Linked DNA regions of Mus musculus: all the other regions are linked to region 1. The links are chromatin contacts, called in public Hi-C, HiChIP or PLAC-seq and promoter capture Hi-C maps. All regions are on one chromosome and are shown on one strand. The core of a region is the stretch at or near the end of the contact, and the rest is flanking DNA. Distances in the headings are between cores, read along the strand shown. Region 1 overlaps Ncoa3 (nuclear receptor coactivator 3). Region 2 overlaps Zmynd8 (zinc finger, MYND-type containing 8). Region 3 overlaps Zmynd8 (zinc finger, MYND-type containing 8). Region 4 overlaps Zmynd8 (zinc finger, MYND-type containing 8). Region 5 has its middle 29 kb from the start of 1810021M19Rik.

Region 1 (4,921 bases), core at 1,266-3,765:
CTGGAGGTTGAGTTCAAGTCATGAGGCGTGGTAGCCAGACATGTACTTTATCAACACACACACACACACACACACACACACACACACACACACACCCTTTAATTTTGAGTCTTACATAGGCCTGAGACTAGCTAATTAGGCTAGGCTGGCTGGCTGGTGAGCCCCGGGTGTCTTCTTCCCCAGCCTGCCCAGTACTCCCAAATTCGTGTATCACCCCCCTCCCCCCAACACAGGGGGCGGGGGTTTATAAGTGTACATGACTGCCCCTGGCTTTTATGTAGATTGAAGTATTGAGTTCAGGCAAGCATTTTACTGGCTGAGCCGCCTGCTTCGCACCGAAGCACCTTTAAAAAAAGATTTATTAATTTTTGCTTTATGGTTGTTCTGCCTACACATTATGTTTGTGGATCATGTGCATGCCTGGTGCTTGTGGAGGTCAGAAGAGGGTGTCAGAGGCTCTGGAATTGGAATTGTGAGCTGCCCTGTGCGTTTTGGAAATTGAACCCAGGTTTCCAGCCCCTAAAATACTTTTTTTTTTGTTTTGTCTTTCCTCCCCCACCCCAGACAAGGTTTTTCTGTGTAGCTCTTGCAGTCCTGGAACTTTCTCTTATAGAACAGGCTGACCTTAAACTCAAGAGATTTGCCTGCCTCTGCCTTCCAAGTGCTGGGATTGAAGGTACACACCACCATTCCTGGTTTGAAATACTATTTTAGTTTTTGAGTCCTCAGAAATTCTTTAAGACTTATTTTATGTATATGAATGTTCTATATACATGTATGCCAAAAGAGGATGTCAGATCCCAGTATAGGTTGTGAGGCACTATGTGGTTGTTGGGAATTGAGCTCAGGATACCTAGAAGAGCAGACGTTAAGTACTCTTAACTGATGAGCCATCTCTCCAGCCTCAAAATACTATTTTTAATTGAATCAGTGACTGACAATCTATGGGTTTCAAGTTTGTATATTTGGCAGACAATGTTTTGAAAGTGATAAGGTAAACTCGCTCTTTGGAGGTGAAGTCTGATGGCCAATGATAACATTTGAACATGATATTGGTGAATTTGATTCATTACTAAATGTCTTCTCTGATGAATGATTGGTGCTGTGAATGAATGTAGATTTAAAAAGATATAATGAACCAGGCTGTGGGGGCAGGCAGATTTCTGTGAGTTCAAGGCCACCCTAGTCTACAGTCTACAGAGGGAATTCTAGGACAGCCAGGGCTACACAGAGAAACCCTGTCTTGGGGGAAAAAACAAACAAACAAAAAGACTTCTAATGAAATGTTATCTATTTGAAAGTAAACACATCTAATTGGAAAGGCCAGCTTTATCCAGTGCTGGCCCTCACTGACAGTTTATATGTGCACATGTTTTTGTAGTACAGTGAAGTCAGGCCGTGCTCTTCAGTGGTGCAGCCTGGACAGTCCTTGATAGGATTGAGGTCTGATTGTCACTTGCAGGAAACCAGAGGTACTTTGAAAAATGTGCCTCTTTGAGACAAAGATTAATTAGAGAAGACACAAACAGTCATGTGGAAGACAGGGTGGTATCAGGCCTGGCAGAGCATGGTTCAGGCAGTGTCATGGGGAGTGGTGGGTAGGAGGAGGCATAATGCCTGTGGAGGTAACCCCTACCTGCCCAGACCCTTACCTCATGCCCCTAACCAGCAGATGTTACAGCACTTTATGTGGTTCCTGATTAAGCTGTGAAGCTTTGTGAGCTGGGTGGAGGGAGTTTGACTTAGGGAATGAGTCATGAATCGTTTGCTCTGGTGATGGCTTGGTTGGTTATGGAATATGTCATAGCCTCTTCCATCCGGATCTAGTAATGATTCTAGGCAAGCTATTTAGCCACTTCCCTATCTGTAGAACAGAACTAATCACATGTGTGTGGTGGGGGTCACCATGTGTAACCACCCAGTGTATGTTAGTTCAGTGCCATTCTGCTCTGTCTCATCCACTCCCTCTGTTACTAACTAAGTTAGGAAAAGGGGAAGGCTTAACCAGTCTCTGCTGCCTTATCCTTGGATGGCCTACCTCCTCTCATTTTGGTACAATAAGGTTTTTCTTAGACCTTAAAATAACTTGCTCAAACAGAACACCAGCATTGATATTTTTTGTTTAATCTTTTTTTAAACGTTTGTGTGCCTGTGCATGCACACAGGTCTCAGTCTACAAACATTGTACAGAAAACATGGTTCTTTCCTTCTAGCTTGTGGGCCCCAGGATGGATCTCTGGTTGCCAGGAAAGAGGCAAGAGAGTGCCTCTGCCCTCTGAGGCCTCTCACTAATTCTTCTTTTTGGCCATGTGTCCTTGTGCTTCGGGCTAGTTAGCAAGCATGTTCTCCTGTCAGAACCCTGAGATAACAAAAAGGAAGCTGGTTAACGGTAAGCCGTAACCAGCATTTTAATGTTTTTAGAGGGAGCCACTGCCAGTCTTTGTGTATTCAGTTACATTGAGTTGGCACCACTCCACTGATGTTCATTTCCTGCTGTATGCTGTATTGCACAGCAAAGTCAGACCTGTTGTGGAGTACAGATCAAACCATGAACTGCTCTTCACTGACGGTTCTCCACGTGGACTTGCAGTCCATGTAGCACAAGGGCAAGAAGATAATGTTAGACTTCTGGAATAAGTTAAGTAAAGATAGGTATGTAAGCGCTCAATGTTGCTCAGTTAAAAAAATAATCTCTGAACTGATTGACAACACAGCTAGAACCACACTTGTCTGTTTAACACTTTGTCTGTCTACATGATGCTGTAGTCTGACACTGTAGAGGGTTCAAAAGGTGTGTGTGACCACAGATAGGACGGCAAATACTTGTTGCTCAGTATGAAGCAGAGGCAGGAGGATTGGTGCTCAGGGCCAACCACAACTATGGGTTCCAGGCCAGTCTGGGCAATGAGGCCCTGTCTCAAAACAAACATGACCTACATATTTTAAGTTTGATCATGTGGGGTTTTTTACATTTTATTTTTATTTTTAAACTGGCCTTTGTGGTGGAATTGTGCCACCTAGTGGCACAACTGCAGGCTGGCTGGCTGCAATACTGATGCAACATTGGATTCTTTAGACCAGTGATTGTCATGTTCGCGCACGAGTTAACCACTTAGTTAGTAAATGAGGCTGAATAGAGCCCTGACATTATAAGCTCAAAAAGAAATAACTTGTATTTATCGTCTTAGTGTGCGAAACTTAACCAAGATACATTATTTTTCCAGCCGTCAGTATGTAAATAATGGCTGCTGTGTGACTTAATGGCAACCTGTCGTATAGTGTGTATCTGGCTTTGCACCTATGCTTTAAGAAGAACGTAGGGTAGTTCTACAGTCATGTTAATATAGTCTAGGCTAACTTGGACTTAACAATGGAAGAGAAACGATCCAGTGGACAGAAGTGCTACCTAGGAAAAGAGCCTGGGGACAGGAGGATGAGTTCTGTTCCCAACATGCCCACATGGTAGATCATGACTGCCTCTTAACTCTAGCTCCAGGGGATTGACAGCGACTTTTTGTGGCTTGTGGGGACACTGCATACACATGCTAGCTATATATATATACACACACACACACACATACATATGTATATATACATGTAGGCAAACACTCACTCATATACAGAAAGTCAAAACCAATCTTCTAGCCTAGTCTGGGCTCATTACTTGAAGTGTTCTTACCAAATCACTGGGTTAGCTTTTATTACCTTGGTATAAATAAAATTCAGAATTGTTTCAAGATTGAAGTGCTATAGTCTTTTATTAAACATAATTTATTTGTGAAATATAAGTTGACACTGGGCCCAGATTGGCCTGGAACTTGCTTTGTAGACCAGGCTTAACCAGAATCCTTAATGTTCCTGACTCAGCCTTCTGAGTGCTGGGGTTAGAGGCTGGCACCACCATGCCCAGCATAATTACAACGCATCTGAGCTCTGAGCTTGTGCAGACACACTCATTCATACAGAAATACCCCAGGACCACAGGATACAGCTGTTCCACCATGTGACACCTTCGTAGAAAATGCCTGTTTTTGTGCTTTAATCTTGTCACCTCTTCTTCCGCAGTTGCTGATCTGTGATCAGGATGAGTGGACTAGGCGAAAGCTCTTTGGATCCGCTGGCCGCTGAGTCTCGGAAACGCAAACTGCCCTGTGATGCCCCAGGACAGGGGTAGGTGATCATCTCCATTTCCAGATGTTTCTCAAGGCCAGGGACTAATCAAAGGTGACACTGAACAAGGAATTTCTTCAGTGTATACTTTGTGCCACCACTTTGATGGTTCTTGTTGGCTAAGTTTAGTTTATTTCACACAAAACTAATGCATAATATGGGGCGGATTCTGCTTTAAGTTTTCTTGAGAGGTGTAAGTTGTGGCTTTTCTCCGCCTTCCAGGCTTGTCTACAGTGGTGAGAAGTGGCGACGGGAGCAGGAGAGCAAGTACATAGAGGAGCTGGCAGAGCTCATCTCTGCAAATCTCAGCGACATCGACAACTTCAATGTCAAGCCAGATAAATGTGCCATCCTAAAGGAGACAGTGAGACAGATACGGCAAATAAAAGAACAAGGTAACACAGAGTCAGAAAAACACCCAAGTGTTGGACTTGTAATATGTATGAAATCCTCCCTCCCCCATTCTGGATCAAGGAGATTAAATAGAGCCTCACTTGTGTTAAGTAAGACTTACCAAAGTCCCATGAGTTGACCAGCTCTTACTTTTAAGAAACAATTAACAGAATTGGCAGAAGACCGATGTTCTTCAGAACGCGGAATGCTGGTGGGAGGCAAGCTAGGGCCCTTAGGCTAGCATGGGAGCAGGAAGGGAGCCAGCCAGGTGTCTTCTACCTTCCTGGGAAACCTTGAGGCCTTCTCTTATCAGCTAGTGAGTGTTCTGCATGTATATGTACATACTGTCTGTCTGTCT
Region 2 (4,921 bases), core at 1,216-3,715, 250 kb before region 1:
AAAACTGGGAAATCCATTAAGGCATCTCTACAAACATGATTTCAAAAAAAAAAAAGTATTGTTCCATGCTAAGTGTATGAAACTGGTAGAATCCAGTCCACTCTGTCTTTGCGAAGAGCAGAATTCAAGCCAGGAGAGGTGGCACAGGCCCGTTACTCCAGTACTCAGGAGTCAGAGGAAGGAGGAGGAGGAGATCAAAGACCACAATTCAATCAAGAAAAGCCAAGATGCTAACAATGTCATGGAAAGACAGAGCACCCGGAGCCTAGCAACACACTGGAACTGCCAAGGACGTGGGGGAGGGGCTGAACGGCTGAGCACAGAGGGGGAGGGGCTGCTCTCTTCACCTGCAGTCTCCAATCATTACAATCTGAGTCTGTGAGGTTATCTCCTCCCTACCACTAGCCCCCTCCACTCCTGCGGACCATTCCTGTCTTCCTTCAGACAGTGGCAGTCCTCTGTGCACCCACTGTACACAAGAAAAGCCGTAGCTTTCAGTTTTCAGCCACAGTAAATCAAGGAGCAAAAAAGATCCTGGAGCTAAGAGAGAACGTCAAATTGGCCAAGGAAGCCATGGCTCTGAATTCTGGGAAAAAGTTCAGAAGAATGTAGGAAAAGACACCCAAGGCTCCCAGGACGGGAGAGGGAGGCTCAAATTCCACAGCACCTAGTACTGGACCCCAGAGAAGGCTCAACATAGAAGTTCTATTCATCACTAAAGGCTTTGAGGGTCTTCATCAATCAAATATGCCCTGAGGACCTCGGAGACCTGAGCGGATCACCCTGTGTCCCCGTGAAGGGTGCACTCATTAAACATGACACACGTGGGTGACCAATACAAGGAGGCACCTGTGTAACACCTCGCCTAGCCACACCTCCACCCAAATCCATCCAAGGTACGCCAAAAAATCCCAAACCTTTGACTTCCCCCAACATGACCAAGTGAAATACAAAACCCCATGTGGCCACCAGGGGGCGACATACCAGAGCTTTGATTGGAGCCTAAGAGCATAGAGGAGGGCGTCTCTCTGGAGCCGGAAAGATCCAGGGTCTAGAAATATAAACAAAAAGATGAAACCATAGAACCCCAGGGAATCACAGGATGGCTCACCACTCCTCCCACCCTTAGAGGTCTCTACCTGGTGATCAGACCAGAGCCAGGGCAGGTGGACGGCCACACACTGTATACCAGATCCGAAAGGCCAGAACAAAGCATTGGAATGGTCCCCCACTCATCCCTGTCGCCTTGGCTTCCCCTACATCCACTACATCCCCAGACCTACCCAGTACCCTGCTTTGCAAAGAAGGTATATACTGCTCAAAAATCTCTTTTTACTTCATGTTAAGTCTCTTCCGAGGCAATAGTATTTTACCGACCATCTAATGATTTGGGCTCTTGAGATACACAGCTACAAGTGCAGGCAAAGAGCAGTAACCATGACCCTTAAAATGGCCCAGGCATTCAACTGTTATCACATACCCCACAGGAAGCAAGCAGCTGCTCGAGCCCTATGGTCCATCGAAACAGCACTGGCCACACGTGGCCACTTCAATCCCAAGTTACTTTAAAATAAGCAGGTCCTTGGTCACATCAGCCACACTTCTAGTCAGTGACGTGTGGCTGGTGGCTTCCAGGGCCCCAGAAGAGACATTGTTTTACCTCCGCAGGGGGGCGCCCTTCTGAACTTTGAGGAACCCCACAGAACAACTGAAGGTCCCACATACACACCAGCCCGGCTCTCCGTGTTCTCGCATGGGGGGCACACTGGCCATAAAGAACCATTCCCCACCCAGATAAACCGGAACAGTGAAGGGCATCCAGTGGTGGCAGATACAGGAAAGGGTCCTTGGTACAAGGCGACTGTCAGCTTGGGGATTCTCACCGAGTTACTACTGTCCTTGCTCTTCTCCGCTGGCGCCTCTTTCTCTTTGGGGGCGCTGGCCGGTTCTGAAGGTGCTGACTGTGTGTTGGAGGAGTTGCCCTGCGATGACTTATTTCCTGTTTCTGTGCTTGCCTCGGCATCTGCTTCCTGCTGAGGGGCAGTCGCTGGGGACCAAAGAGAACGAGAAAGTCATGAGATGCTTCAAGCCGTGTGTGAACATCCAGGAGCCCAGCTTTCAAATGGCTACCCCTCGAGGCCCCCACAGCTCAGTCCCAATTCAACCTCGCCAGGCTCCATCTCTCCCAAACCCACTTAGAGATCTCGCATGGGCCTTCGACTCTGAAACCCAGAGCTCCAAACTTTATTTGCAAATAGACCTTTTCATACTTAGCAATTCAATTTTTACATCATTTTGCTGAGAACATGTTCTCCAATCAAAGGAAACTTGTGGGGAGCCAGGATGTGACCACCGTTCAAGGAAGCCTGCAACCTCCTCCACTAGGCCTAGATCCACCTCAGCCCAGCTGAGGCAGAGTGAGAGACTAGCATCCTTTGAGAGGGGCACAGAGCTTCTGGGTGAAGAAGAGTTAGAGACAGAGACGTCACCATACCACAAAGAAAGTCCAGCTTGTAATGTCAGAGACTAACCACAGCAGGTGTTTCCTGCTAGCATCTAAAAGGAGACAACCCCTGGATGTTCCTTGCTGTCTGGGGTTATCTGGGTGGGGAGTGGTTCCTTATGGTCTTGATAACCAACCAGTTAGTCTCCGGCAAACACACACCACCTGGGTGGTGTGGGGAATGTCTTTATGGTCAGTGTGCCCCACATTCGAGAATGTGGAGAGCCCGGGTGGTGTGTGTTTGCCGGAGACTAACTGGTTGGTTATCAAGACTGACTGGACAATCGTTGTTTGGTGATGTTCATTTGGGAGAGGCCTCCGTGTAGGTACTTCTGCAATATGGTTAGTCTCTGACATTACACATTCTCGAATGTGGGGCACACTGACCATAAAGAACCACTCCCCACCCAGATAACCCCAGACAGCAAGGAACATCCAGGGGTGGTCTCTTCCTTAACCTAAGGACTGGGATAGCATCCTGTTTGAGGCAGTGGACCATTATCATCTCAAAGAGGTTCTAGGGGCTGAGAGATGGCTCAGAGGTTAAGAGCGCTACACTGGCTGCTCTTTCAGAGGTCCTGAGTTCAATTCCCAGCTCACAACCATCTGTAATGAGATCTGGTGGCCTCTTCTGGCCTCCATGCAGACAAAACAGTGTAGACATGAGAGAGAGAGAGAGAGAGAGAGAGAGAGAGAGAGAGAGAGAGAGAGAGAGAGAGAGAGAGAGAGAGAACACGAACCACAGAACCACTCTCAGCACTAGATCAACCACTCAAAAGCTCCACTAATCTGGCTGCTGAAGGCTGTAGACACTGCCAGGTTTTGAGATTTAACTTCACATCTGCGTCTCTTGTATATCAGAGCAACAGTTGTTTATGAACAGAAGTGGCAAGAGCCTGGGCAAGTGTTTTTTAGCACCCTGGCTGGGAAGCCCCACCACGCAGCCCCTGAGGTGTGCGACCAGACATTACCCGACTGGGTACAGGACTTCATGTGCTCGGGCCAGTGGGCCTGCTGACAGGGGTAGTCACAGTAGCTGGTGTTCCAGCAGCAGTAGAAAATGGCCTCCTTCTTGCAGTTGGCACACCACTGCTTCTTCTTGGTCTCGTCCACCGCCTGCTGCTTCTCCAGCTCCAGTTGCTTTTTCACCTCGGCAATGAGCCGATCCCGCTCCTGTTCCAGGCTCTGCCGCATCTCGGCCATGGTCAACTCTGGTGGAGAAGGAGGACACTAGCTGCATCACAGACCCAGCACAGGACGCCGGGCATCAGACCCCTAGCTTCACACAGACCCAACCTAAGTCTTGACTTGGAAATGGCTCCCCTAGCTCGGTGGCCCTGGGACAGTAAGTAACCCAGCTGGGACATTCATCACTCGAGTCCCATAGCCAGCTGTGGTGTCAGTGACATGTCTAGCATATAGGTGACAGGAGACCCCAGTGACGTCATCCTGAGTAATCCCAAGTTGTAGGAATCCCACAAACCCTCCAAACGATTCCAACCAATACTCAGTCACTTTTGACTTTTTTTTCTGTCAAATACATACACAGCACCTACCGGGTGCGAACTTGGTCCTAAGCACTTTGTACCGACCATAAGCCCTGTTGTACTCTCAAGGGTAAGAGCTACCATCCTGTTTCACAGATGAGGGAACTGAAGCACACAGATACTAAAGGCACTCAGACAATTTTCTCAGAATCCTGTCTGGAGGGATAGGATAGGGGGTTTTCGGAGGAGAAACCAGGAAAGGGGATAACATTTGAAATGTAAATAAAGAAAAATATCTAATGAAAAATATATTAGAAAGAAAGAAAGAAAGAAAGAAAGAAAGAAAGAAAGAAAGAGGAAGGAAAGGAAAGGAAAGGAAAGGAAAGGAAAGGAAAGGAAAGGAAAGGAAAGGAAAGGAAAGGAAAGGAAAGGAAAGGAAAGGAAAGGAAAGGGCAAAAAGCTGGGGGGAAAAAATCCTGTCTTTTTTTTTTTTTTTTTTTTTTTGGTTTTTTCGAGACAGGGTTTCCCTGTGTAGCCCTGACTGTCCTGGAACTCACTTTGTAGACCAGGCTGGCCATGAACTCAGAAATCTGCCTGCCTCTGCCTCCTGAGTACTGGGATTAAAGGCGTGTGCCACCACTGCCCGGCAAGAATCCTGTCTTGAGACACTGAATGAAACATGAGGGGATGCTGTGGCCGGTTGTTATGGTAACGAGGGAACAATCAAACCACTGATTCCTAAAAAAATTCCAGGCAGTTTACACATTTACAAGTGAGCCTTACATTGAAACTAAATGTTTCCTGCAATCCTCACAAGCTCTTCTTGAATTAAAAAGACCAGCAAAAAGTCGGGCAGTGGTGGTGCAGAAACCTGTCTCAGAAAAAAAAAAAAAAAAGGCCAGCAAAGGGCTACAATGTGGCTCAGCAGGTA
Region 3 (4,921 bases), core at 1,792-4,291, 210 kb before region 1:
CTCACTTTGGGGCCCCCAATCGAAGAGTCTATTGTCGGGCACTCTCGGGTCCCCATATCACCGTTTTTCCTCACATCTCTGCGAAGGAGGCTGCAGATGAGGCCGCCTGGAGTGACTAAGACTGTCTAGGGACAGGTGTGGTGGCGCACACCCTTGGTCCAGCACAGGGGGTGGGGCAGAGGCAGGCGAATTTCTGAGTGTTTGAGGCCAGGCTGGTCTATATAGGAATTCCACAGATTAGCCAGGGCCACACAGAGAGATCCTGTCCCAAACAACCAAGCAAACAAACATAAGTCTACCATAACCAAGGCTATCACAAACAACAACAACAACAAAAAAAAACCCTGTCTGGGGAGAGATGGGGGCTCACCCAGAACCAAGAATTCTCCTGGGAAGAGTGTGCACCCCAGTTCCTTCAGATGGGGATACCTTAGGCCTCCAAAGTGTTGGCATTAAGGTACTGTTCACACAACCACAGTGGGGCCACCGTGCCTAAAAGCAACCCACCAGATTAGCACAGGAGAGTCTTAACCCATTAAGATGGCGAACACCTCAAATGCTCTTCGAGGAGCCGGCTAAGGCACAGCCAGCCGCCAGCTCCTCCTGCTCTAAAAACAGAAAGCAAATTCTTACTTGCCTCTCCCCAGAGCACCCAGTTCAAACCACTAATTACAGCCCAGGCTCCAGACACAGCCCTTCACTGGGCGCTGCCCATCTAGCCAGGTCCACCAGGGCCTTCATACCAAGCATTTCCTACAGATGGGAGACAGGGAGCCTAGCTTGGACAAGTGTCTGCCTGCGTGCTGAAGCAATGCACCATGGGAGAGAGCCCGAGGGAGCACATTCCTTTAACTGAAGGAATGCTGACATTCGGGATGAATTCTACCAGGACAGGGTGGGGAGAGGGCTTGCCTAGCCTACAGGAAGCCTGGGATCCATCCCCAACAACACACTACCAGGTGTCTAGGTGTACGCCTGGAATTTCTGCACTCAGGATGTGGGCAAAGAAGATCAGGAGTCCAACATAAAACAAGTTGAGACCAGTTGAAGCTACATGAGCCCCTCCCCCCACAGACGGGGGAGTGGTGGTGGGAAAATTAAACTGTGCTGCACCCCGCCAAAGCCAGTATTACCTCAAGAACTCACCTATTCTCCTGACAGGGGGAACCACTGGAATTTCTGTAAGAAACTCAATCTCTCTAATATTGAGATTTTTCATTTCTTTTTTGCTTTGATTCATCAGCCAAGCACGTGACAGAGTGAGCATGCTAATTCAGATGCCGATTATCACAAAAAAAAAATCTATTTTCTGTGCGGCACATGAGTTTAACCCCTACTGCATTCCTACATCTTCTCAAGATGCGGGGGTGGGGCCATACTCCCAAGGAACCTTTGCTTCATTTAATCCCGAGGGAATTTGCATGGTAAGTGGTGTCTCTGACTACCTGGTGTTCACAGGCAGACGGGGCGCCAAGCAAAGGGAGCTACTGGAGCGACTCCATAACTCCACTCAGCCTGTGCAGGAAGGAAAGGGGAGGCTGGGGAGGCTGGGAGGGAGGGTTTGAGTCTGTCAAAACATCATCCCCTCTGTCACTTCCCAGTTTAGATACACAGGAAGGCGGATGAGGAGGGGAGGTACTCCATCTTATGCTAGGAGCTTCGTTTAGTGGCAAACTGGGAAACGACCTCAGGGTCCTGAAAGCATTACTTTTAAAAGCGGTTTGCACAGAGGTGTTCATTTACTCCAGGAAGACAGAAGGGATAAATAAGTCTACATCAAACAGCAGGCCACAGAGCCACGGAACTCCTTCTGAAGCCAGATCCAACCAAGAGAACCAGGGAGGCGAGGTTCTTTCCCAACACGCCTGAAGCTAACCCTCCAAAACACCTGGACGAAGCCCCCCCTCACCAAGCTTGGCAGACAACCAGAAAACATTTTGCAATAACAAGGTCACAGGCTGCTAAGACAATATATAAAAACAATAGCCGTAGTCACTAGTGATAAAAGGTAGAGTTCGGGCTGGTGAGATGGCTCAGTGGTTAAGAGCGCTGACTGCTCTTCCAAAGGTCCTGAGTTCAAATCCCAGCGACCACATGGTGGCTCACCACCACCCGTAATGAAACCTGATGCTCTCTTCTGGAGTGGCTGAAGACAGCTACAGCGTACTTACATATAATAAATAAATAAATAAAGGTAGAGTTCGCTTTTAAGAACAACACAGTACCCCTCCGCCACCTTCACTCTGTGATGGCATTCTCCAAAGTTCCACGCACAGCCTGTTTTAAGCTCCCACCTGTCATGTTGTCCAAAGAAACGGGCGTCAACCTGCCCGTCTTTGTCCCTCAGAGCTTTCGCTGGCCAGAATGGAAATCCTTTCAGTTTTGCCCAGACCAAAGGGTGCGGATTGCTCTAGAAGAACAACAAAAGGCAGGGTTGGCGTTATATTTGGCAGCAAGACACACATTCAAGTCTGAAAGGTAACCTGAACGCAGGGAGGCAGGGAGGGCACAGCCCTGTGCTGATTAATTAGGCTTCCGTCAACCTGGCACAAGCAGAGTCATCTGGGAAGAGGGAACCTCAAGTAAGAAACAGCCTCCGTCGGACAGGCCTGTAGACAGAGCTGGAGGGCGTTTCCTTGATTGACATCTGTTGTGGGCGGGTCCAAGCCGCTGCTGGGCAGGTGGTCCTGGGTGTATTTACAAAGCAAGCTATGCAGGCCCTGAGAAGCAAGGCGGAGTGAGCCGATCTCCTCCAGGTCCTGTCTTAAGTTCCCTGGATAAAGGACTATATAAGCTAGAAGATGAAATTTACCCATGCCTCCCCAAGCTGCTGCAGGCCTGGGTGTTTATCACAGTAATTAGAAAGCAAAATAGGACATGAGCCAGGCAAGCAAGGGGACCCCCGGCAGGCGTGTAGCCTGAACAGCGCCTGCGCGAAGCTGAAAGCTAAAAGAGTGAATAAGGCTTGGGTCCTGGCTGACCCAAAAAGTCCACCTCCTTAGGCACCGCAGAAACAGTCACCACCTACTCTGTGCTAAGTTTGTACAAAATGTGGAGTTACACAAAAGTAAGAAGCTGCAGGAGCCATACTGTGTGCTGGGGCTCCCCCAAGCTTTAGCTCCACTGGTGTTTATCTCCAGAGGCAAGGAGAGGCCTGAGCCATCCTTTACTTAGCCGGTCTTGCCTGTTCGAACCCTCCACGCCACCGCTCTCTCCACCTCACCATGCCCAACTCTGGAGACCAGTGGTTCTCAACCTGTGGGTCTCGGCTCCCCTAAGGTCAATGGAAAATATAATTTTACTCTATGATCCATAACGGCAGCAAAATTACAGTTAGGAGATAGCAGCAAAACGTTTTTACGGCTAAAGGAACTGTACCAAAGGCTCACAGCATTGGGAAGGCTGGAAACCATTGCTTAAAACGTACTGGATTTGGTCAACGCCCAACACTGTCGAAGAAGAGTTTACCACATAGCTTTGCACTTCCATAAACCAACGATCTCTCTGGAGAGACAGACAGTCCCCCAGGGATGTGTATCTAGGGTCTTAAAACAGGAACTAACCAGACTTTATTTCAAATGACACAGCAAGCTGCAGCTGCGGTTCTGACACATCCTATGGTCTGCACCCCAATTGTCACAGTCCCCCTCGACAGTCAACCCAGTTACCAGGACACTTAATTCTGGAACAAAACGGTTCCGCCCAAGAGGCCGCCAAAGCCTGCTCAGTTCCCCTCCGCCCTGACTTTTTCAGAACAACTTCCATTAGAGCTTCCCAGTCTCGTCTCGTAAGTCCCCGGAGAGGGTCATCTCGGTGTAGCCACCAAAGGCACCAGAGTTTCCAAAAGTGAAACCAAAGAACGGGATCCAACTTACACAGGGCTCACAGAACCAGTTGTCTCGTTTTTGGCAAGCTGCAAGATAACATTCTGGACAGACTTCGATTTCATTCATCTGTAAAGAGAAAGATACATTAGAGTGTGGGGTCCCCGGGGCCTCCCATCTGGAAGCCCTACTAAGAGTGTGGGGCTCCCGGGGGTCCCCCATCTGGAAGCCCTACTAAATCCCCGACCCCTTTCCGTGCTTGGACTTTCATTTCAAGATCAGATTTTCTTCTTTTAGTTCTTCTTCTGTTTTTTTGGTTTTTGGTTTTTCAAGACAGGGTTTCTCTGTATAGCTCTGGCTGTCCTAGAACTCACTTTGTAGACCAGGCTGGCCTCGAACTCAGAAATCCACCTGCCTCTGCCTCCCGAGTGCTGGGATTAAAGGCGTGCACCACCACGCCCGGCTAGTTCTTCTTTTGTATTACAGGGCAGGCAGAGAGCGGCAGAATCTTGCCAGGTAGCTCAGGCTGGCCTCAAAGTGACCAAGAGAGTCTCCTGCCTCCGCCTCCCAAGTGCTGAGACCATAGGTTCACAACAGTACACACTCAGTTTGCTGACTGACTAATAACAACCAGGACATCAGCCACACCATGGCTGTCCTGCCCACCTTTAAGATGATATTCAAACAGGTGGACAGCACAGCTTAGAACCCACCAATGGTCTCACCTAAAGTCAAAGTTTACCCCGGACAAGCCCAGAGGCTTCAGAAAACAAGCCGCACATGACTCTGGGCCTGCACCACTTCATAGGTGGTCCAGGATGATGCACCACACACACAGAATCCACACAGCAGCTAACTCCACAGACTGAGCCCTACTGAGATATCCTGTGGTATCTACGGTCACGACACCTTAACACAACCAAGCCTACGTCTTCCACGCCTGAGTGTCTATTTACTTCTCACAGTGGGACAAGGTCAGACCACGATCATCTCATTTTAACTGCAGAAAGGGATGAAGCCCTAAAAATTCAAATATCCTACTGAGGGTCCCCTGTGGCAGAGAGAGGTAGGGCAGGGAATTGAACCCGGGCAGTGGA
Region 4 (4,921 bases), core at 705-3,204, 190 kb before region 1:
CAACCATATGGAGGCTCACAACTGCCTGTAATGAGATCTGACGCCCTCTTCTGGAGCGTCTGAAGTACAGCTACAGTGTACTTACATATAATAATAAATAGATCCTATAAAGAAATAAAAAAGAAAAAGAAAAACCCAGTTCCAAGTGATTCTCACCCAAGAAAGCCATGCATGGCTGTGACTACCACGCCAGACAGTGTGGATCTATAATGCTTTTTCAGAGACTGGGGGATTTGATTGTGTGCAGAGGCTAAGATTACTAAAGCCAGAGTCCAAGGCCACCCAGAGTTATACATGAGTCTCTGACTCAAAAGGAAAAGATTGCTACAGCCCAGCTTCCTTTCCAAATTCTGTCAACGTTGTTTGCATCATCCTATATGAATGGCACTCAGTTAACGCTCACAACAGCCCTGTGGACCGGATGGTACCACAATCCTCATCTTGTGAATGAGAAAGCTCACGGCACACAAGAGGTTAACATGCCCAAAGCCAGAGCCAAGACGGAGCTGGCTACTCACTATATAATTTCAAGAATGAAAACAGATTTGTGTTCAGAAACATATACGCGAGGCGGTAGGCATTTAACCACTGTGAGGCCTCTGCCCATAAAAGCAGCAACCTCGCTTCAATCAACGCTTGCTCCCTAGAGCTCACTCAGGCACTTGATAAAAGCTCAGAATAGATGAAGGAACCGTCACCAAAAACGAGGCCCAAACTCACAGTCACACAGAGAACAGACATCCTCCCCAGTCCATCTACGGGTCCCTAGTCAGCTCACATCCGAAGACTACCTAGCCTGCATCAGAGAGTGTAAAGCTAGAATATTCTTTAGGGGGGGGGAAATCCTTTTCCATATTTCTGACAGCAGCATCGGCTGCCAGGTAGGTGGGTCTGTGTGCGGAGAGAAGAAACAGTGGCCCATGACCAAAGCTGGACTCAGATGGTTTCTTTCCCCATTGACCTTCATTTTACAGATGAGAAAATGGTCTCAGCCACACAATTCCCACCCCCTCAGGCAGCTGTCTTAGCCCAGAGGAGAAGAAAACCCTGAGACCACCAAAAACTAACCCAAAGACTATCCCACCACCACCCCCGGTATCTGGCATATAGCTCTGTCCTCTGTCCTCAAAATAGATCTAAAACCCCACTGAACACGTTTGCACAGGCCCCTTCTGAACTGCCCTTTATGTAAATGGCAGCGAGTGCCAGGCAGCCTCCTACAGCAAAGCCAAGAACCCAAGCTGCATCACTGCCGCCTGGCCCCCATCCCACCACCGGTACAGAGGCCGCTCACAGCGGCTCCTTTACCTGTTCCTTATTGCTACTGTTGAGTAAGCCGGGTTTCTTTTTCTTTTTAATGGGGCTCGTGGATGAGTCTTGGGGCGAATGGCCATTGGAGGAATGTGGAGGGCTGGGGAACCTCCGTTTCGGGGCCGTTTTCTCTGTAGAGACAGGATCTGAAAGAGACACAGAGGACCATGTTTGAAATGCTCTCAAGGAGGCCTGGGTCATTTGGTGAGGGTGTGCAGGTGACACAGTCACTGTGGCTCTGTTCCCAAACCCTGAGTGACAGGTCTGTACTTTCTCTTCCTAGAATCTACCTGTCTCTTCCTTCGGGACACTGAGTCTTTCTTCTTATCTAGGTGCCAAGGACACAACAAGAGAACCCTCAAACCACCTAGATTTTTGCCTTCCCTTTTAAAACAAACAAAAATAAAAACAACCCAAGGCCCACAGGCCCCGACTGACTTGGCACATCTGTGGGGCAATCACCTATCTTTACATGGGAAGCTGTCACCAACTTTTTAAAACAAAACAGCCCTTTCCACGACCTTGGCGACAAGGCCATGACCACGATTTGAATGTGAGAAACACACACACACACAGAGGCTCATATACTTCAACTTGCAGCCACCAGCTGGTGACGCTGTCGTGGGAGCTGTGGTATTGAGGAGAAGGAGCCTCTCTGGAGGAAACGGGTCACTAGGGGTGGACTGTGACATTTTTGAGCCAGGCCCAAGCCATGCTTCCTGTTCTGTTTCTACCTCCTGTGCAAGAGCTGTGGTCATGAGGAGCCCGACTGCCCACTCCCGCTGCCACGGATAGCACCGCCGACCACCACCTCCTAAGATGGCAGCCTGCATCCCCTCAAGATGAAAGCCAAAATAAACCTTACCTTCCTTAGGTTCTTGTCATGGATTTGGTCACAGCAACAAAAAAAAATAACACATCAAGTTACTAGAAGTGGTCACACAAGCAGGGGTGTTGCTCTGACACCCAAGAAACACATCTCCACACCCTGCCCAACAGCAAAATCAAGACACCCCCGAGACACTTCAAGGAGGCAGTGCGCCCCATTCAGTTGGCTAAGAGTAGGGCAAGCCCCTCCCCCAGGAAAGTTCTCATGCCACACCCACTCCCTGTCTGAGACCCTTGTCTAAAGGCATCAAACAAAGAACTCGCACTGACTCTCTCCTTAAAAAGCCCCACCCACCCCGGTCAATTTGCCCTTGGTTTTATACTCTTGCCACTCCACTACCAATCCACCTGTTCACCTGTAAGACCCACAATTCGTTCATGCCCGATGGTGGGCTCATTAACTTAGGGACAAAGGTATGCCCTGGTGCACCTCACACCCTGAGAAACTGAAGTGAGAGAAGCAGAAAAGGATACCAGGAGCCTAGAGGGTATCAGCAGGTGCTCTCTGCTTCAACTTGACACTTTACCACCATGACTAGACACAAACTTCAGTGACCACAAACAGGAGTGGCTTAATGCGTGGCAGCCATACAACAAAACATTCTCTGGCCACTAAGAACGCTAAGTGCAAACTGCAGAGATGGCTCAGCGGTTGAGAGCCCTGGCTGCTCTTCCAGGGGACCTGGGTTCAATTCACAGCAATCACATGGTGGCTCACAACCATCTGTAACACCAGTTCCAGGGCACCCAATGCCACCTTCCAGCCTCTGCACGCACATGGTGCACCTACACACACACAGGCAAAACCCTTGTACACATTTTAAAAATCAAGAAGAAGGCTGAACATAGCCAGGAGACAGAGACAGAGACAGAGAAACCTCCATGACTTTGCGAACAGCTTGGTTGACAGAGTGAATTCCGGGCCGGTGAAACCCTGTCTCAAGATGAAGAACGTAGTGGTTAGTTCAAGGATAGATCCGTTATGTGCTTCTGTGCAAGCGAAAGGACCCGAGCCCAGACATCGTGTAAAGTTAGCCATGGTTGCCTGAATCTGTAATCCCTGCACTCCTTTAGCGAGATGTGAGGTGGACAAGAGACTCTCCGGAAGCTTATGGGCCAGGTAGACTGCTGTATGCATGGCAAACAAGGGGGAGATAACTGACATCCAGGCGCTCTCTCTCTCTCTCTCTCTCTCTCTCTCTCTCTCTCTCTCTCTCTCACACACACACACACACACACACACACACACACACACACATACACATACACACACACAAACACACAAATCATGGGTAAGAAAGACATCTGTATTCACGGGCACTTGTAACCCCAGCACTTCGGAGGCTGAGGCAGATGGATTGCTGTGAGTTCCAGGTCAGGCTAGTTAACAGAGTGCCACACACTCTCCACCCCTCCCGCACTGAAAGAGTGATGAGGTAATACAGAGGGTGCCATTTGGTGGCAGAGCACTTGCCCAGCAGGCACAAGGCTCCCGGTCCCATCCCCCAGCACCAAGAGGGACAGTATCTCTCCAGGGACTCCTGTATGGCAATCTCCAGCCTGGGTCCAGTTACAAAACAACACGTCTAGCGCCTCCAGGAGGCGACACGCCCCATCCCCAAAAGGATGCGATCCTGCATATAAACACCTGGAATACTCCAGGGGGGACCCCAAAGTCCAGCCAGGTTCCTGGGGGAGCAGGTGGGCGTCTCAGGAGGCGGGCCTGCAGAAGGGATTATATATCAGCATATACCCTGGTGTACTACAGACAGTGTGACTTTATCAAAGTAAGGGAAATGAAAGGGATTTAGAAGGCTCAATTGCGCATGAAAGGCAGCAGGTGCAGGCAAAAGGCAATAACGAGTAAAGGAGGGCGGGGCCCCTGAGTGATGTCACAGGCAGATAAAGTGGGGGCTGGGCTGCTGTGGGCCGCAAGGCCTCTGGAAGGAGCTGGGGGTTTGTTCTCCGTGCAGCTAATACAACCCATCAACTCTGCCCATGTCAGAGCCTAAGTACTTACTGCAGGTGACCTGGCAGGGTGGTGGTGGCACACGCCTTTAATCCCAGCACTTGGGAGGCAGAGACAGGCGGATTTCTGAGTTCAAGGCCAGCCTGGTCTACAAAGTGAGTTCCAGGACAGCCAGGGCTATACAGAGAAACCCTGTCTCGAAAAAAACCAAAACAAACAAACAAACTGCAGGTGGCCTGGGGTTCACATGAGCACGTCTCAAAAGAAACAATACTCTGGCCAGTCCAAACCAGGAACTGACCAGGCAAATATTTGCTGTACTTACAAACTCCAGGCTAGTGGTTAGGTTTAGAGAAGATTCCCCCATGGGAGACAAGGGTCTGTTTCTAGGTTGTCTCAAGATTTCTTAGCTGGCTTTGGAAGTACTTCGGTTCTCAAACTCAATTCCATTATGTAAGACCCCTAAGGACGGTGACACGAAGGACCAGCCCATCAGGAAGGGGATGGGGCACTGTGGACCAGAGCGGTACAGCCTCAGAGCCAAGCCTAGACCTTGACAGTCTGAATCTTTCCTCTGTGAGTTCCAGACTACCTTGGTCTACATAGCACAAAGCATCAGGGGGCTACATAGAACTTGTCTCAGATCACCTCAACTCTATCTGCCGCTACGAGCACAAGGACTGCCCCCAGAGCTTATGGAAGTCTAACTGCTGTATCCAAGCTAAACACCGGTAGCATCTTAGGAGCTGCGGC
Region 5 (4,921 bases), core at 1,347-3,846, 130 kb before region 1:
TGTTCTTGCAGAGGACCTGGGTTCAGATCCCAGCACCTACCTGAGCACCTGAGGCTCACAGCCATCCATAACTCATGTTTCAGGGTATACTACACCCTCTGCTGACCTCCACAAGTACTAGGAAATCATGTGATGCCCTGACATACATGCAGACAAAACACACCCAAAGAGAAAGAAAGAGAGAGAGAGAGAAAGAGAGAGAGAGAGAAAACGAATGAACGAACGAGCCGGGCAGTAGTGGTGCACGCCTTTAATCCCAGCACTTGGGAGGCAGAGGCAGGCGGATTTCTGAGTTCGAGGCCAGCCTGGTCTATAGAGTGAGTTCCAGGACAGCCAGGGCTATATAGAGAAACCCTGTCTCGAAAAACCAAAGAAAGAAAGAAAGAAAGAAAGAAAGAAAGAAAGAAAGAAAGAAAGAAAGAAAGAAAGAAAGGAAAGAAAGAAAGAAAGGAAAGGAAGAAAGGAAAGGAAGAAAGGAAAGGAAGAAAGGAAAGGAAGAAAGGAAAGGAAAGAAAGGAAAGAAAGGAAAGAAAGGAAAGAAAGGAAAGAAAGGAAAGAAAGGAAAGAAAGGAAAGAAAGGAAAGAAAGGAAAGGAAGAAAGGAAAGGAAGAAAGGAAAGGAAGAAAGGAAAGGAAGAAAGGAAAGGAAGAAAGGAAAGGAAGAAAGGAAAGAAAGAAAGAAAGAAAGAGAAAAAGAAAGAGAAAAAGAAAAAGGAAAAGAAAAAGAAAAAGAGAGAAAGGAAGAAAGAAACGAAATGAAATGGCTCTTTAAGCTCACTTGCCTCATTGTGGGGAGTCACTTTTAGGGGCCCCTGCAGTGGAACCGCTGCACCCCACTCTAGGCAGATTCACACTCCTGTCTGAGTCAAGTAAAAGGCTTGTTGCACCTTCCTGAGAAAAAGGGTGCCCCAGCCTTTCCCTCAGGTTTCTCAGTCAAAAGAAGGGCAGTCTTGAAACATGAGATGCAGAAGGCTAAGAGAGGAGTGGGGCCAGGTCAGAGGTCGGTCCAGCTGACATAACACAGGTTCTAGACCAGCCTGGGCTACATAGCAAAACCCTGCCCCACCAAAACAAAACAAAACAAACAAGCAAACAAAAACAAACAAACGAAAAGGTACGAAGAGATGGAGTGGTCAGTATGAGGCTTGCTGTGCAAGCATGAGGCTCCGCATTGGGAGTCTTAGGTTCCGTGAGAGACTCTTAAAACACAAGAGGTCAGGCCAGGGCAATGGCTTAGTGGGTGAGGCTGGGCAAGGCTGATGATCTGAGGTCAGAATCGCAGTTAAATGCAGTAGTACATGTGTCTGTAATCTCAGTGTCTCTACAGAGGTTGCCCTGCAAACTTGCCCACTGGCTGTGACTGTGTCTTAGCTGACCTTGCTCCCAGTGGCTGGTAAGAACTGGCTCTGAGGGCCGTCCTGTGACCTCCACGTGCACACCCGTAGCATGCGCATGTCCCCATCCCTGTACATAAACACACTAAACAAATAAAAGGGGGATGTGAGCAATTCAGGAAGACGCTGGATGCTGACCTCTGACCTCCACGTGTGTGTGCACACACATCAAGTATATACACACATAAAACAAAGGACACTAAGACCAAGGCAGGACTGGTGGCCCAGGCCTGTAAACTCATCTACTGTGAGAAGAAAGCCCAAACATCTGGGCTGCATGGTCATTGGGTGAAGTCATTTGCCTCCACATCTGACGACCTGAATGCTATACCGGAGACCTACATGGTGGAAAGAGAGGAGAGCCAACTCCAGCAAATTGTCCTCTGACACTAGCTATGGGACACGACACATGTACACACACAAACACTAGATAGATAGATAGATAGATAGATAGATAGATAGATAGATAGATAGATAGATAGATAGATAGATAGATAGATAAATGTAAAAAATAAAAAAGCCAAGTGTGGTAGCGTATATCTTTAACCCCAGCACCCAGGAGGCAGAGAGAGGCAGATAGAACTCTGTGAGTTCAAGGCCAATCTGTTCTATATAGTAAGTATTCTATATAGAACTTACCAGGTCAGCCAGGACTATGTAGAGAGGCCCTGTCTCAAAAAAAAGAGTGGGTGGGTGGGGAGTGGGGGGCTGGGGTGGGGCTGGGCTGGATTCGGCTGTAGAACACTTGCCTAGCACGGGCTAAGTCTTGGCTTTGATGCATGGTGTGTCTGGATGCCTAGGGTATAGTTGAAAGTTTCTTTCCAGCAAGCTCTGCTGGGACTTAGCTGAGTGCCACTGCTCCAAGTTAATTACTGTAGCAATCAAAAGCCCCTGATATGATCAGCCCTTGCTTCCTGCAAGTTTCTGCTTGATTACATACTCAACAACAATCCAGTGATCCAATGGAGTTGTTACTTATATCACTTACTACTAATAATGGATAACACAGGTTCCGAGGGCTGAGTGAATCATATAGGCAAAGTAGCCAGAATTTAGGTTTCATCGTTGATCTTCTATAAGTAAAAGGGAGCCTGTGCAATGTATTTCCTTCTGGGCCCCAAATGTTGAAAGTATCCAGCCAGGATCAACCAACTCGCCTCAGACCAGAAAGCAGGGACTACGGACCCATGGCACCCCCTGGTGGCCGATCAGCGTTCTGCTCCTGACAGGTCTGGCTGGGTCTTGCCTGAGTCATGCCCATTCTTGTGTCTCATTGAGAACATGGAAAATATTATTCAGCCCATTCCATCCTCGGACAGAACGCAGGGTGTTGAAAGGAGGCGGGAACCACAGAGCTGTGGAATGCAGAGGAAGGGTGTGGACAGGCCTTGGGGACTTCAGGGTCGAGGACGAGAAAGGCTAGGCTGACCGGGCTCTCACTTTCGACCTTCCTTAGGAGTTTGCTGGGGAAGTCTGGCCCAAAGCTCTCCAGGTGTTCTGACAGGTTTAGAAGTCTCCTAAACGCTGTTGCTGCTTTGAAAGCTGGGCCTTCTTAACCAGTTCATTGTGCAAATGTTCTTTGTGAGCCTAAGGTATGCTGGGTGCTAGACCCGCTCCTGGGTACATAGAAATAAACAAAACAGACTCCCCACTTTGGACCCCCTGGCTTCCTGCCTCTCACATTATCCCTTATGAACATACTCCTGCCGTGATGCCATTTGCCACCAGGCTCCAGAAATGGAACCGATGTCCATCCGCCTGATCTTGGATTTTTGGCTCGGAAGATGGTGAGATAAAAACTTTCCCTACACATTTAAAAGGAGAAGAAAACCTGGGCCAGGCTGTGGTGGTGCATGCATGCCTTTAATCCCAGCACTTGGGAGGCAGGTGGATCTCTATGAGTTCAAGGTCAGCCTGGTCTACAGAGTAAGTTCCAGAACAGCCAGGGCTACATAAGGAACCCCTGTCTCAAACAAAACAAAACAAAACAAAAACAAAAACAAAAAACCAAAAACACAAGGAGAAGAAAATTCACCAGTCACGCTACTTAACACCTGTGATCCCAACACTCAGGAGACTAAGACAGAAGGACTTCAGAGTCTAAGGCTAGCCTGGGCTACATAGCAAGTCCCTGTCTAAAAAGACCAGTAAGAGAGAAGTGGGGGGAGCCGGGTGTGGTGATGCACGTTTTTAATCCCAGCACTCGGGAGGCAGAGGCAGGAAGATTTCTGAGTTCGAGACCAGCCTGGTCTACAGAGTGAGTTCCAGGACAGCCAGGGCTACACAGAGAAACCCTGTTTTGAAAAACCAAAACAGAGAGAGAGAGAGAGAGAGAGAGAGAAGTGGGGGAGAGGAGGAAAGCAAATCTTTTGGGGCTGGAGGTCCATGTCTCTCCTGTGGGAAGACTCTGAGTAGGCTCTTTTTAAAAAAATTATTATTTATAATGTATGTGAATGTTTTGCCTATGTGTGTGCTTACCATGTACTACATATGTGCCTGGTGCCCAAGGAAGTGAGAAAGGGGCTCTGAATCTCATAGCAGGAGAATTATGGATAGCCGTGAGCCACCATTTGCCTGCTGGGAATTGAACCCTACCTATGCAAGAACAAGAACGTTTAACTGCTGAGCCAGTTCTTTTTTTTTTTTTTTTTTTTTTTTTAAAGATTTATTTATTTATTATATGTAAGTACACTGTAGTTGTCTTCAGATACACCAGAAGAGGGCACCAGATCTCATTATGGGTGGTTGTGAGCCACCATGTGGTTGCTGGGATTTGAACTTCGGACCTTCGGAAGAGCAGTCGGGTGCCCTTACCCACTGAGCCATCTCACCAGCCCTGCTAAGCCAGTTCTTGATGGTGAAGTGGGATCAAGTTTTTCAGATTCGGGAAGCAATTGTCCTATTGTCAATTGAAAAGATTTTACTACATCAGGTGAGACAATTCAATGTTTGAAAGTGCCTGCTGCCAAGTCTGAGGCTCTGAGTTCAATCCCTGGGACCTACTGATAGAAGGAGAGACCCAACTACCACGGTTTGTCTTTCTTTTTTTTTTTTTTTTTTTTTTTTTTTTTTTTAAAGATTTATTTATTTATTATATGTAAGTACACTGTAGCTGTCCTCAGACACTCCAGAAGAAGGCGCCAGATCTTGTTACGGATGGTTGTGAGCCACCATATGGTTGCTGGGAATTGAACTCATGACCTTCAGAAGAGCAGTCAGTGTTCTTAACCGCTGAGCCATCTCTCCAGCCCCACGGTTTGTCTTTCTACCTAAACATACACACACACACACACACACACACACACACACACACACACACACAATTGAAAAAAATTTTTATGGGCTGGAGAGATGGCTTATCAGTTAAAAGCTCTGGCTGCTCTTCCAGAGGTCCCAAGTTCAATTCCCAGCAACCACATGGTGACTCACAAACATCTGTAACGGGATCTGATGCCCTCTTCTGGTATGTAGGTGTACATGCAGATAGAACACACACACACACACACACACACACACACACACACACAC

The links. Hi-C and Micro-C count contacts between places; a contact is called where the count stands out from the background. HiChIP or PLAC-seq counts read pairs in DNA pulled down with a chosen protein or histone mark. Capture Hi-C pulls out chosen DNA fragments and counts their contacts.
Region 2: a Hi-C map of regulatory T cells shows a contact between it and region 1, with 2.5 times the contacts expected there. The contact joins two enhancer-like sites. A contact is called at or near these places in 1 of 39 promoter capture datasets (hippocampal neurons), 5 of 15 datasets of contacts at CTCF or cohesin (CD8 T cells, the G1E-ER4 cell line, the NIH/3T3 cell line and 2 more), 57 of 484 Hi-C or Micro-C datasets (B cells, the BV-2 cell line, the C2C12 cell line and 35 more), 17 of 115 datasets of contacts at active chromatin or transcription factors (the HPC-7 cell line, T-cell acute lymphoblastic leukemia, Th17 cells and 13 more) and 3 of 9 other capture datasets (adipose tissue, embryonic stem cells and liver).
Region 3: a contact with region 1 is called in a promoter capture Hi-C map of adipose tissue. The contact joins two enhancer-like sites. A contact is called at or near these places in 3 of 15 datasets of contacts at CTCF or cohesin (the NIH/3T3 cell line, large pre-B cells and pro-B cells), 112 of 484 Hi-C or Micro-C datasets (the 63-12 cell line, the AML12 cell line, B cells and 64 more), 23 of 115 datasets of contacts at active chromatin or transcription factors (DN3 thymocytes, the HPC-7 cell line, SST interneurons and 19 more) and 4 of 9 other capture datasets (adipose tissue, embryonic stem cells, liver and 1 more).
Region 4: a contact with region 1 is called in an H3K27ac HiChIP or PLAC-seq map of heart atrium, with 2.8 times the contacts expected there. The contact joins two enhancer-like sites. A contact is called at or near these places in 1 of 15 datasets of contacts at CTCF or cohesin (pro-B cells), 9 of 484 Hi-C or Micro-C datasets (B cells, CD4 T cells, LSK cells and 5 more), 17 of 115 datasets of contacts at active chromatin or transcription factors (DN3 thymocytes, the HPC-7 cell line, the SCID.adh cell line and 12 more) and 4 of 9 other capture datasets (adipose tissue, embryonic stem cells, liver and 1 more).
Region 5: a contact with region 1 is called in a Hi-C map of bone marrow-derived macrophages, with 83 read pairs. The contact joins two enhancer-like sites. A contact is called at or near these places in 18 of 39 promoter capture datasets (the 3T3-L1 cell line, 3T3-L1-derived adipocytes, the C10 cell line and 11 more), 10 of 15 datasets of contacts at CTCF or cohesin (CD8 T cells, the G1E-ER4 cell line, the NIH/3T3 cell line and 5 more), 265 of 484 Hi-C or Micro-C datasets (the 3T3-L1 cell line, 3T3-L1-derived adipocytes, the 63-12 cell line and 134 more), 51 of 115 datasets of contacts at active chromatin or transcription factors (the 230-238 cell line, CD8 T cells, DN3 thymocytes and 38 more) and 5 of 9 other capture datasets (adipose tissue, bone marrow-derived macrophages, embryonic stem cells and 2 more).

Annotation. Positions count from the first base shown.
Region 1 is chr2:166,043,391-166,048,311 of GRCm38.p6, forward strand. It overlaps Ncoa3 (nuclear receptor coactivator 3), which reads left to right. Exons shown (of 23, transcript NM_008679.3): 3 at 4,066-4,170; 4 at 4,393-4,565. The coding sequence starts at 4,085. Among named protein-coding and RNA genes, the nearest start is that of Ncoa3, 53 kb to the left of the region's middle. Within about 2 kb of position 2,516, at least 140 of the 459 cell types and tissues checked have an H3K27ac peak or open chromatin away from gene starts, as enhancers often do. A contact at or near this core is called in the 63-12 cell line, B cells, the BV-2 cell line and 30 more, where this site is marked.
Region 2 is chr2:165,790,921-165,795,841 of GRCm38.p6, forward strand. It overlaps Zmynd8 (zinc finger, MYND-type containing 8), which reads right to left. Exons shown (of 23, transcript NM_001363020.1): 19 at 3,475-3,714; 20 at 1,884-2,047; 21 at 985-1,051. Among named protein-coding and RNA genes, the nearest start is that of Gm29993, 62 kb to the left of the region's middle. Within about 2 kb of position 2,466, at least 95 of the 459 cell types and tissues checked have an H3K27ac peak or open chromatin away from gene starts, as enhancers often do. A contact at or near this core is called in B cells, CD8 T cells, the G1E-ER4 cell line and 10 more, where this site is marked.
Region 3 is chr2:165,831,015-165,835,935 of GRCm38.p6, forward strand. It overlaps Zmynd8 (zinc finger, MYND-type containing 8), which reads right to left. Exons shown (of 23, transcript NM_001363020.1): 9 at 3,876-3,953; 10 at 2,295-2,410. Among named protein-coding and RNA genes, the nearest start is that of Gm11465, 48 kb to the right of the region's middle. Within about 2 kb of position 3,042, at least 31 of the 459 cell types and tissues checked have an H3K27ac peak or open chromatin away from gene starts, as enhancers often do. A contact at or near this core is called in the 63-12 cell line, adipose tissue, muscle stem cells and 2 more, where this site is marked.
Region 4 is chr2:165,850,692-165,855,612 of GRCm38.p6, forward strand. It overlaps Zmynd8 (zinc finger, MYND-type containing 8), which reads right to left. Exons shown (of 23, transcript NM_001363020.1): 3 at 1,309-1,457. Among named protein-coding and RNA genes, the nearest start is that of Gm11465, 28 kb to the right of the region's middle. Within about 2 kb of position 1,955, at least 84 of the 459 cell types and tissues checked have an H3K27ac peak or open chromatin away from gene starts, as enhancers often do. A contact at or near this core is called in the HPC-7 cell line, LSK cells, the SCID.adh cell line and 3 more, where this site is marked.
Region 5 is chr2:165,911,820-165,916,740 of GRCm38.p6, forward strand. No RefSeq gene overlaps it. Among named protein-coding and RNA genes, the nearest start is that of 1810021M19Rik, 29 kb to the left of the region's middle. Within about 2 kb of position 2,597, at least 122 of the 459 cell types and tissues checked have an H3K27ac peak or open chromatin away from gene starts, as enhancers often do. A contact at or near this core is called in the 63-12 cell line, the BV-2 cell line, the Ba/F3 cell line and 20 more, where this site is marked.